2 separate regions of the Rattus norvegicus genome follow, and region 2 is linked to region 1. The links are chromatin contacts, called in public Hi-C maps. All regions are on one chromosome and are shown on one strand. The core of a region is the stretch at or near the end of the contact, and the rest is flanking DNA. Distances in the headings are between cores, read along the strand shown.

Evidence for each region. Hi-C and Micro-C count contacts between places; a contact is called where the count stands out from the background.
Region 2: a Hi-C map of liver shows a contact between it and region 1, with 2.3 times the contacts expected there. The contact joins the promoter of Tent4b here to the enhancer-like site in region 1. A contact is called at or near these places in 6 of 12 Hi-C or Micro-C datasets (frontal cortex, kidney, liver and 2 more) and 1 of 1 datasets of contacts at active chromatin or transcription factors (oligodendrocytes).

The regions. Positions count from the first base shown.
Region 1 is chr19:35,004,785-35,010,856 of GRCr8, reverse strand. All of the region lies in intron 1 of Tent4b (terminal nucleotidyltransferase 4B), which reads left to right. Among named protein-coding and RNA genes, the nearest start is that of Tent4b, 34 kb to the left of the region's middle. Within about 2 kb of position 1,751, at least 24 of the 93 cell types and tissues checked have an H3K27ac peak or open chromatin away from gene starts, as enhancers often do.
Region 2 is chr19:35,038,593-35,044,829 of GRCr8, reverse strand. Tent4b (terminal nucleotidyltransferase 4B) reads left to right here and starts at 2,773. Exons shown (of 12, transcript NM_001415013.1): 1 at 2,773-3,750. The coding sequence starts at 3,152.

The DNA of each region.
Region 1 (6,072 bases), core at 502-3,001:
GGGGTATTGATTATATTCTGGAAAAATTACTCATGTGTGCCTTAATATTTGAATTATATATACTTTTTAAAACTTATTTTCACTATTTTATGTGTATGAGTGTTTTACATACGTGTATGAGTGTGTACCCCATTCATGCTTGGTACTGGAGGAGGCGCTGGGCTTCTGTGTGGTCCTGGGAACCAAGCCCTCCTGTGGAACAGCGGTGCTCGTAACTGCTGAGCCACCTTTCTAGCCAGCATCTGTAGATGCTGTCCATGTGTCCCAGTGGTCCCACTTCTCTTCAACCATTTAAAAATGAAACTATAAAGGAATTTTTAACTTGTGGGGTGTATGCAAATGCTTTGTTTCGCCTTTGGGGCATGACCTCTGTTACAGAGAGCGGAGTGGATGTGGGGAGAGGGGTGGAGTGTGCTTGTTAGAACTTTTGGAAGTTCATTTTCTGGTTAAAGCAAAGGGCACAGCACTCATCTGATGGCAAGAAGTGCTGCCTTCTTCAGAGTAGAAGGTCCTGGGTGACAGATGAGATGTGTCTGTGGCAAACTCACGTGATGGGACCAAGACCTGGCACAGTGCTCAGCGTGCTGTCTGTCACTGGGGGGTCTGGAGTCACATCAGGACCTGAAAGCATATGGAGTGGCAGGCAGTAGGCGAAGCCTCCTGGCTTTGTCCATACACAGAGACTGAAAATGAAGGAAGGTGCTGTAATGAAACACCAGAGGCAGGGTTATTCACAAAGAACAGAGGTTGCTTTCATTTAGCTGGAGCTCAGAAGCCCAAAGTCAGAGAGAGGGCCCATGTCACATTCAGAGCTGCTTGCTGTGCTTGTCTTCTAAGCCCTCACTAGAATTACTCTGGGTGCTCTGTTCATAGCCATTGAAGTACTTTTTACCCCCGTCTCCAGCCTCTTCCAGCCAGAGGTGGAAGACACCTCTCCAGAGGTGTTTTAGCACCTCGAATAGTTATGGTGGCAACCCCACTCCAAGTACCAAATCTGTAGTAGAATTTGGACAGAGGCAGAAATAATAGAGATGTAGACAGACAGACAGACCAGTGATTTATTAAGAAAAGCAGCTTATGCGGTTATGGAAGGACAAAAGTCCCTAAGCAGGCTGTCCAGAAGTGGAAGGTCCGGGATGCCAATACTCTGTAACTCTTGTTTCTGTCCAGAGGTCTCAGAGCTGGGGAGCCAATGGTGTAGCTGTTAGTTTGAGACTAAAGGCCTTGCAGGCTCAGGGATTTGCTGCTATAAATGCTGAACTTCGAAGGCCAGAGAACCTAGGCTTCTTATGTTCAGTTGCTACAACTATGGTATATTTCTCTTTGATTCTCTGTGTTACAGAAACGGACTGGCTTCCATAAAAATTCTTATAATTAGAAATGAACTTTTGCAGAGTCTGTCTAATGTTGATAGCATCATGGATACTTGGGCTAGAGAATAGGTTAGAGCTTACGGACAAAATAACGTCCCTCTTTATAGCTAGAGGTTTGTCCAGGCACAGCTTTGCACAGCATAGGCAGGAGTATGGAAGGTGTTCATTCTCCGTGTAACTCTGAGCCAGCACCAGAATTATAAGTTTGATTCTTGTGTCAAAATGTTAGATGCTCTGTGATGTCTCTTTAGTGAGTGTATTGAGCAGAATAGAGACTGAAGGTGGATGGAGAGAAGTCAGAATGTTAGCATCAAAAGGAATCAATTGCAGAGCCCAAATTTAGACCCTTAAGCTGCTGTGAATGATGATGGTGTTGGCTTTAAGTCAGATCAGCCCTCGTCACAGGGTTTTCTGTCCTATGATAGTAATGGAAATAAAAATCCCAGTTTCTGCAGCAGTGTAGGCAATAACTTGTTGAAATAATTGAAAAGAGCGTCCGGGAGAAGAAACAAGGAAGCATTGTGAGACTTACAGGGAGCTTGATGAGTCACTGGTTTCATACTAGCAACTCTAGCTTTATAAAGGAATGTTATTTGTTTCGGTGTATGCACTTATTTTATTCTATGTGTATGAATGTTTGCCTACATGTATGTGTGTGTACCACATCGAATGCCTGGTGCCTGTAGAGGTCAAAGGAAGGAGCCGGATCCTCTGGAACTGGAATGACAGGCATCTGTGAACCACCATCATGTTCTCTGCAAGAGCAGAAAGTGCTGTTCGTTAACCACTGAGCCATCTCTCCAAGCCCCAATTTATGTCAGAAGTTTAAAGGATAATTTTAGTCCTAGAGTATAGAACATACAGCTGTATACTGGGAAAAAATTCAAGATTTAACACATAAATGAATGTGGATGGGAGTTTATTATTAGAGGTTTTGTGTGTGAATTAAGATACACAGATAGAAGGGAAAGAAATTGATAGACTTAAAAACAAACGAGGTGTTTGCTGTGTGTCAACCTCCGGTGGTAATGTACTTCAGAGACCTCAGAGGCTGTCAGGGGCCTTTCTTCTGGGCTTTCTCTCGCCGGTAGTTGTTGGTTCTTTAGGTTTGTGTTTTTATGACCCATCTTGGACCACAATCAAAAGCGTGGTCCACTACTGGGGCCATCTCTGGGTGCTCCTGTCCAGAACCTCCAGCACATTTTGTCGTATGGTCTTGCCAACATCTTATTGGCCAGTTGGAAGTAAAACTGTCTACCTAAGGGAAGAGTTTGCTGTTGAATCAGGGAAGTAGGAGGCGGGCCATTGTGTACTGTTCAAGGAGCAATATATATCCAGTAGCTGGGGAAAGAAAGATGGAATATTCTGTCTGGGGTTCTGGACACTTAGTAGAGAAAGATTTTGTCTTCCATAGTCAGTGAAGGTGAAACATTTACTGGGAAACATTAGAAATAATTTCTAGGATTTTAGTACAGCTAGCAGGTTGAAATTTGGCTTTGTCTGGGCAGGACTTGGACTGTGACTTCATCCAGTGTGTCCACATCGTGCTTATTACACAGCAGCCAGCCACTAACTGCCCTCACACATATTTGGTTACAGGCTCTTAGGGCAACCTTTAAATGACCTTCATTTGACTTAGAAATGGCCACAAAATACAAAGGACTGGCTATGGCAGTTCAGATGTGCTAAAGCGAAGCGATAGATAACATCTGGCAGATTTTGTCTTCTAGGAATTGAACTGAGGGCTTATACCTGCTACGAAGGCATTCTACTGCTTAGCCATATTTCAGTCTTGTAAGAATTAAAAACCTTTTTTCCTTAAGTAAGACTGTCTGGGGCTGCAGAGATGGCTCAGTGGTTAAGAGCACTGACTGCTCTTCCAGAGGTCCTGAGTTCAAATCCCAGCAACCACATGGTGACTCACAACCATCTGTAATGAGATCTGATGCCCTCTTCTGGTGTGTCTGAAGACTGTGACAGTGTACCCACATACATGAAGTGAATAAATAAATCTTTAAAAAAAAAAAAAAAAGACTGTCTGCACTTGAGAGGCAAAGGCAGGCAGACCTTGTGAGTTCAGGGACAGCCAGGGGACATAATAGAAAGACATTGTCTTATAAACTAATGCAGGCCTTTAATCCCAGTACCTGGGAGGCAGAAGCAGGTGGATTTCTGTGAGTTTGAGGCCAGCCTAGTTTACAGAGTGAGGTCCAGGATACCCGGGGTTATACAGAAAAACCCTGTCTTGGAAAACAAAATAAAATCAAAACCAAAAAGGACAGTCTCCTGGCTGACCTTAAACTTAAGATGCATCTGCCTCCACTTCTTCCTCCTGAAGTTTGGGACTGAAGGTGTGTACTGCCATCCCAGTTAAGTAAAGAAATTGAGAAAATGAGAAGAGAAGAAGAAACAAACCGCTGTGTTCACCTAACTTATGTCGGCACAATTATCCTATTTTAATCTTCACTCTGCCTACTTTATAAATTACTGTGTGTCTAGGACAAACCTTGGTATATGCGTCTGTCCATGGGTTAAGGAGTCTGCAGGGTTCTTGGGATAGGTCCACAGGTAGAGTACACTCTCATACTTGTCTTTCACAGTTGCAAACACATGTTAGTTAAAAAACAGTTGGAAGAAAATAGAGTAGAACTTACATTTAGCTTTACAAAGTTTATAGCAAAACTGAGTGGATGGTCCAGGGTTTCCCTGTCTAGCCCTGGCGCCCTCTTGAGTCCCCCTCATGACATTCTGGCCCGGAGCAGCCTGTCTGTTCAGTTAGGTAACCTTCATTGACATGGTGTGAGCGAGTGGTCTGTGATGTGTGTCAGCGCAGTAGGAAATGTTCACTCTCAGTTGAGGGTTTCTACTGCCTCGATCATTCAGTTCCCAGAGAAAAGACACAACCTTTCTATTTATAGTAAGCCTTAATCCTCACCAGAGTTGGGTGGTCACCTGTCCTTTATGCTATTGTATCTACTACTCTGTCAGTAACCCGAGTTATAACTTGCCATATTTCATCTGGGCAGCTTTTAGCTCCAGTTGCAGCCCTTATGGACATGTTTCATGCCTCACCCACCCATCAGGTCTTCTCTCCACCCTTCTCCCTCTCCTCGAAGTCCTTGCCTCCTACCCCAAGCTGTAGGCTGTAGGCATCTTTATTCACCAATCAGGGATAACTTGGCAAGGTCACATAGCGTTACTTGGGTCATCATGAGAATCTCCTCCCTGGGGACAACCAGGGCCAGTATTTAGCAGAACAGTACATAAAACAGACCAAACCTCAACACATCAGTATTTTCTGGAACCTCTCACACTCTATGGGATAATAGATCCACTTTGTATCACAGAGGCTTGTTTTGATTGCCCCAACTTCTTTGCTCTATCTCAACTCTTGGCAACCACTGAGCTTTCTTCCCTTCTTCAGTCTGACTTTTCCCAAGATGTCTTACAGTTGGAGTCACACCATTTACAGCCTTTGAATTTGGCCTCTTTCACTCAGCAGCCAGCATTTAAGAGTCCTTAAATTTTCCTGGCATGGTAGAGCTCTTCGTTCTCGTGCTGGGTAATATTCCTTTGTACGGATGCAACTGCATTTCCTCTGCTGAAGGCCATGCTGGCTGCCTCCACCTGGGTAGCCATGAAAGTCCTGCTCTCTGTGTCCTGGTGTAGGCCTTTTTGTTTAAGTTTTATCTATCTATTTCACGTATGTGGTCCAGTCTGTACCAGGGAAGCTACCCGTTCATTGTGTTGCCCTAGCTTGGAACTCACAGAGATCTGCTGGCCTCTGCTGGGATTAGAGGCATGCACCGCCACTGCAGGCCTGTGGCTTTTCTTCTCATTCTCTCAGTCTCCTGAATATTTTCCTACTTTATGTTTTTTGTTTCTTTCTCAAAACCTTTAAAACATTTAAACAAACAAAAAGATTTAAAAAAAGAATGCGGAAACCAGAGCAATGTCTTGGTTCTTTTTTTTTTTTCAGAGCCGGGGACCGAACCCAGGGCCTTGCGCTTCCTAGGCAAGCGCTCTACCACTGAGCTAAATCCCCAACCCCAGAGCAATGTCTTAATGGTTAAGAGCCCTAGCTACTCTTCCAGAGGACCTAGGTTCTATTTCCAGCACCCACAGGTTGCTTCACAACTGTCTGTAACTGAGATCTGATACCCTCTCTGGCCTCTGCGTACACTGCATGCACACAGTAATTAATAATAACAAGAGCAACACAGATTGTAGGTAGTGACCTGATGACTGGGATCAGATCTGTACACACACTAAATTATGCCTGGATTGAATTGTCTTGTGAGGTTAATTGTCTGTTAATGGTGATAGCTTATTTCCTGAGGAGTTTGCTTTGCACTTAGTAAACAGTAAACCTTGTAGATGTACAGGTAGAAGCTTCCCAATATCTGCATTCTCGCTCTCCTCACTCAGCCAGGTGGGAACGAGGCTGGCATGTAAAATGCTTCCTTCCCCCAGCACAGGCAGGCTGTGTAAAGCTCACTTTTTTTTTAAATTGCTGCTTTAAGGAGGAAAGAGGGCCTGGGACATGTGGCCCAGGGTACTCAGACTGGAGTGCTTCTGTGTGCCTTTGGTTGGTTTTGCGCAGAACAACTTGGGAAGCTCTCAGATGAGCATGTGAAGAAAGGTGGGCCTGGGATGCAGAGACTGGAGGAGGAAGTCCTGGGGACAGTTGGGACTGGCA
Region 2 (6,237 bases), core at 1,524-4,023, 33 kb before region 1:
TCAGGGAGATGGCTTCTTTCCTTCTACCATGTGGATCCAAGCGGCTCTATTCACTGACCCGTCTTTGCCAGCCCTGCCTTGTTCTGAGAGACACTCTAAGCAGTACCTGGAGCTTGCCAAGAAGCCCGGGTTGACCTTGCTGTGCTGGGATTACGATCTCGAACCACTTATACCTGCTTGGTTGTTGTTTTGAGACAGGGTTTCTCTGTGTAGCCCTGGCGGTCCTGGAACTCACTCGGTAGAGCAGACTGGCTTTGAACTCAGAGCTCTCCCTGCATCTGCCTCCTGAGTGTTAGGATTAAGGGAGTGCGCCTCCACTGCATGGCTATTCCTGTTTTTTTGGTGTTTTGTTTTGTTTTTAATGTGGGTGTTAGGGATCAAATTTAAGTCTTCATGCTTACATGGGAAGCTCTTTACCAAACATCTCTGGGTCAGATGATTTTTTAAGGAAAATTTTCAGAATATATAATATAGGCATCTATGCCACACATTCAGTATTTAAATTGCCTTATTATGTTGTACACAAATCAGATTTCTACCTCAGGACCTTTGGACTTGCTACTCCATCAAATAAATCATTCTGTAAATGGTCATGGCCTAGTCTCTTACCTAAGTCCCTCATCAAATAACACTACCTCAGAGCAGCCTTCCCTGATTAGGTCATCTAAAAATAGGATCCCTTTAGCCTGCTTTTCCCCCTTAGCATGGACCAGAGTGTCATTATACCCTTGCCTCACCCACTGGAATACAAGGTCCACGGAAGGCAAGGACCTTATCAACATTGTTCTTTGCTGTAGCCCCAGAACCTGGCATACACTTGCCTCTGACATATTTGTTGAATTAATTGAATGAATTGCAATTTGAGTTTGAATATTTACCTCTCTTTGCCTCCTCAACCAGGCAGTAAGTTCACGGAAAGCTGCCAAATGCCTGGTTGATTAATTTCTCTAAGGTCACTTAACTCTCTGTGGAGGATAGACACATCCCAGGACCTGCTGACAGCCTGGAGGAGTGGCTAAGTTACAGACAGGACTGGGCGGCTGGGCAGGGTTGAGCAGCCAGCATTCTTTGCTGCTGCGCAAAATCCCTGAGGGTGGGAGCTCATCCACACTTGGTTTTATAAAGTAGTTTTTAAAAAGGTTGTGTGTACATTGCTTACACGTCTTGCTTACACGTAAGTCTGTGTGAATGTTGATACTCTGGAACTGGACAGTTGTGAGCTGCCATGGGGTGCTGGGAATTGAACTTGAGTCCCTGGAAGAGCAGCCAGTGCTCTTCAAGGCTTTAAAGGCTGAGCCATCTCTCTCCAGCCCCTATAAAGTGTTTTTGGTATATTATCTTATTTGGTCATTTCAGCTATACTATAGTAGTTCAAGTTTTCCGAATGAAAAAAAAAAGATAGCTCAAACACAATAAATAAGTTGTTAAAGTATTATTGTAATATAAAAATTCAAATATGTAAAAAAATTTAAAATACCAATGGCAATGACATATGACATTTGTGGAAATGTGCAAAATAGCTGAATATCTTGTATTTTGACGTTTTGTACAGAGACTTGCGAAAGAATGGGAACACATTTAACAGTGTCTTCACTACAGTGGCTATTTATAGCAGTTTTCCTTGTATGTGTGTGTGGTGCATGTGCGTGTGTGTGGGGTCTTTAACATATCCTAAGTTGCTATGGAGCTGAGGATGACCATGAATTTCTGACTCTCCGGCCTGATTTACAAAGTGCTGAGGCCTCAGGGCTTCTCGTGTGCTACCAAAGCATGCTAACGAGTTAGAATTAGCTCAGCCAGTGGTCATTGTATTCTTTTTTAGCAAAAAAACGTACAGCAATGATTCATTCTGTGACGAACAGATTTTTAATCCTCTGCAAAATAAGTAAATAAATAATAAAACAACAAGCACCCCCCAAACTTTCCAGGATATTGAACTGGGCACAGAGCCAAAACCGAAGTGTCAGTCAGGGACTTGGTTCTGGAATTTGCAGCAAGCTTGACGCATGCGCTTCAAGAAGTGTTCCATTCTCGATAATTTAAAGTACTGAAAATGACCCCCACTCCCCTTTTTGGGTATTTTTCGCGCCACAAGAAAGGTAGACAAATGAGCACCCCATGGAAAACAATCACTAACCGCAACGACAGAGTCATTTTAGGCTTAAAAGGCTTCGAGTGTTCTTAGTTATGAAAGTTGAGGGGCTTTGAGCCCGTGAGTGCACCTTGGAACAGACGTGCTGTGTGGCCCTCGAGCCGGGCAGTGGTGCCAGGACTCGCGACACAGAGGCCGCTGAGACCGCTCCGGAACCGAGGTGCGCGTGCAGCCGCGTGCAAACCCGGCCCTTGAGCGGAAGCCCGCCCTTCTAGTGCGCGCGCGGCGCGCGTCCGGGAGCCCCGGGGCCGCGCCCGGACCGAGGGGCGGAGCGGGCGGTCCGGAGCTGGGTGGGTGGCGCAAACCAGTCACTTTCCGCGGAGTCGGCAGCCGCCTCGTGTTCCTCGGCGGCGCTGGAGCGGCAACGGAGTCCTGCGGCGGCGCGCGCGTCCGAGGTGCCCGGAGGCCCAGGTACGTGCGACCCCAGCTAAGCTAGCGCGGGACGGTTGACCGGGCGGTTGCGGCCCCGCTGCCCGCAGCCTGCCGCGGCCTCTGTGACGCGCGGTGCGGCCTCGGGGCGCCCGCGGACGGCTGGCAGCAGGGACGGGGCGGGGCGAGCGCGGCGGCGGGGCGGGGCGGAGCGGAGCGAGGGGCGGAGCCGGCGGAGGCCCCGCCCCGGGGCCGAGCAGCACGGACGCTACGGAGCAGGCGCGTCCCGCTGCCGCCGCCGCCGCCGCCGCCGCCGCTGCCGCTGCCGCCGCCGCCGCCGCCGCCGCCGCCACCGCTCGCCCTTCTCGGGAGCCGCCGCCGCCATTTGCACGGGAACCCCGGTGACAGGGGCTCGGCGGAGGGGCGGAGGGAGGGGGGAGGGCCTGCGAGCCCCGAGGGCGGGAGCGACGCCGCCGGCGCCGGCCAGGCTCCCTGCGCTACCGCGCCGCCCGTGGCGGAACCCGGGTGGCAGCGGCGGCGGCGGCCGAGGGCGGGCGTGCGCCTGAGGCGGCGGCGGCGGCGGCCCTGCGGGCGGCCGGGAGGGGCGGGGGCAGCGGCCGCCGCCGTTTGATGGATCCGAGGATCGCCTGGTTCCAGCCAGAGCAGCTCGGACCGTCCAATAGTCTGTGGATGCAGATCTGGGAGACGACCCAGGGGCTGAGGAACCTCTACTTCAACCACCACTGTCACAGCAGCGGCGCGAGCAGCGCGAGCGGCGGGAGCGGCAGCGGCCCCGGCAGCCCCGGCGGCACGGCCCCGGCTCCGGCCGGCATGTTCCGCTCGGGGGAGCGCCCACTGGGCGGCCTCGCCGTGCCCGCGGAGCAGCGGGACTTCCTGCCCCTGGAGACGACCAACAACAACAACAATCACCACCAGCCGGCGGCCTGGGCACGGCGGGCAGCGGCGGGCCCCTCGGCGTCACCGGTCCCATCGGCACCCTCGTCCCCGCGTCCCGCGGCCCCACTCCCTGCCTCCGAGTCTGCGGACCCAGCCTCGGGCAGCAGCAACAAGAGGAAACGTGACAACAAGGCCAGCACCTACGGACTCAACTACAGCCTGCTGCAACCCAGCGGAGGGCGCGCGGCCGGGGGCGGCCGGGCGGACGGCGGCGGGGGCGTGTACAGCGGGACCCCGTGGAAGAGACGGAACTACAACCAGGGAGTCGTGGGGTGAGTGCTAGCGTCGTACGGCAGCGGGGAACACGCCCACAGTGGGGTGGGGGTGGGGGATGGGGAGCCCCAGTGGGACCTCCAGAGCATCGGTGGCCATTCAGTCCTTCATAGCTGGACCAGCTTCAGTCGAGCTTCTTTTGGAATTCCTTTCAGCTATCCTCTCCTTTTCGTAGTCATCTCTACCTTCCTTCTCTCCTAACTGTCCACACCTTCCCGATGCATTCTCACTTGTCCTTCTACCAATTCCTTCTATGCTCTAGAGTTCAGCCTGCCCTCTGATCCCTTCCTGTCCTCTACACTTTGCCTCTCCATCACTACACCCCAAGATGAAGCCCCTTAGCATTGGGCTAGTTAACTTCCTGAGAACATTTCTGTCTTAGCGTCTTTAGATGGTTAGAACCAGGAGGTGCTCTTCTTGCCAAGAATAGAAACATCCAGAATGCTCCTTCCCATCCCCCAATCCACGATGAAAATCTTGCCAGCCCAGAAAGACACTGCCTACTCTTGATCCTTTGGCACATCTTTTTATATTTACTTAAGAAAAAAAAAATCCAGTGTTTGTGATGTCTGTAGTGAGTGGAAAGCACTGAGTGACAGGTATGTTGAGGTTGTCATAGATGGTGAGCTCTGCTGATCTTTGACGGAACTTTGCAGGAGTTCATGGTTGGTGACTTCTCCCTGTGAGGTTGTCACTGTGGCAGAGGTAGCAGTGGTTTTCGTTTAGGGGTGCTGTTGGTGCTGGTGTGTGAATGTTGCACCACCAGTGACTTTGTGTTTAAAGTTCAGCTCTTACAAAATGGAATCGTACCTGAGCCCTGGTGAATTATGTACATAAGCTGGGAATGTTTCCAGCCTGGTTTCCCTTTGGGAAGAGCCCCTGCGTTTGCTGGATTAGGTTACTGAGTCTTCTTTTTCCTTTTAATAAACTCATGCTTTTGGACCTTGGTGTGGTGCGTCTGAGAAGTATGGTGTGCAGTTTGTGCAGCTCCAGTATGGAAAACCAGCTTTGAGATTTTTTCTGGTTTTCAGGTACTGATCTGTAGTGAGGCCTCAGGAAATCCATTAGTAATCCTGTGCGAACTTTCTTAAGAGTCACCCATTCAGCTCTGCCCTGGTTTTGGCAAGGAGACATAGCTGTGTGTACCTTTTTGAAGGTCTGGTAAAATGAGTTGGTGGGTTCCATCTGCTGTAGTGGGCTGGTCTCTGCTGAGTACACTACTATTACAACTCCCACCTTGTATGGAAAATGCAGTCATGTGGTTCAGGAGTGATGCTGGGGAACGCCTCATAGCTGCCCTCATTTTCCAGAGGAGCTCCTTCAGGGCTCAGTCACTTTTGCTCAGCTTCAAGGGCGCTCTCCATGGTCATCAACTTATATTAAAGCACATTCGTGGGTCTATCCTGTTGGCCTTTCCAAGGCAAAGCCTACACCTGTGTTTAGTGACAACAACTTGATGCTGAGGGTCCTGGTGGCCTTGTCTTACATGAGTGAGCTCTGCTTAGGTAATCGCTGTCAAATAATACCTGGAAGGTGCCTGTCTGCATTTTACTGAAGCCTCTGGTGGTCTCTAGAAGAGATACATTATAATCCCAAAGCTGGCTACCCCTTAGTCCTGGAAAAGTTCCCATGCAGAAGCTGAGGATACTACATTGGTCTCAGAAGGATCAGGGAGGAATGTTCACTTCCCTGAGGGATTACTGCTTAAACACTGATTGCAAACTTGCTAAGAAGCTTATCACTCCATCAGACTTGTATTCTTTCCCTCTCCCTGAAGAAGACCACAGCAGTTAGGACTCACCTTCCTGGGGCTGAGAGATGCAGTGGCTGGTTCTTAGGGTTTGCTAAGAGACTCTGGGCTCTGAATGATTCTTTGTTTTGTTTTGTTTTGTTTTGTTTTGTTTTGATCTATGTGGTCTTAACTTCTTAGCTTTTTAAGAGAGTTTAGCTATTTTTTAGTGTTATTTTTAAAAATTTTATTTACTTATTTTGTACGTGCATACATGCCTCTGTGTGTGTGTGTGTGTGTGTGTGTGTGTGTGTGTGTGTGTGTGTGTGCGTGCGCACGCACCAAAGTAAGGGAGTGGAAGTAACAGGACAGCATATTGAGAGTTGCATTCTTCTGGGTCTTGTAGATTGAACTCAGCTCACCAGGACTTGGTGGCAAACAGCTCTATCCATCTTGCCAGCCTAGTTTCGCTATTGTAATTACAGGTATTTAAACAGTAGGACTTCTGAGCGTACCTCAGTATGGCGCTATTCATTGTATGACAGAAACTTTCTCTGGGGAGACAGCATACATGGCTACTCATCTTAGATAGAGAACTCAAAACAGACCAAAGTATGGATACCATAAAAGCCAAAACTTGGTGAAATTTGACTTTTTGGGGGTCACTTAAAGGAATATGGGTGAAAGATTATTTATAGGAGCAGAAATGACTCAAAGACACCTGTGTCACCAAAGCCAATCCAGCATGGGTTATAGC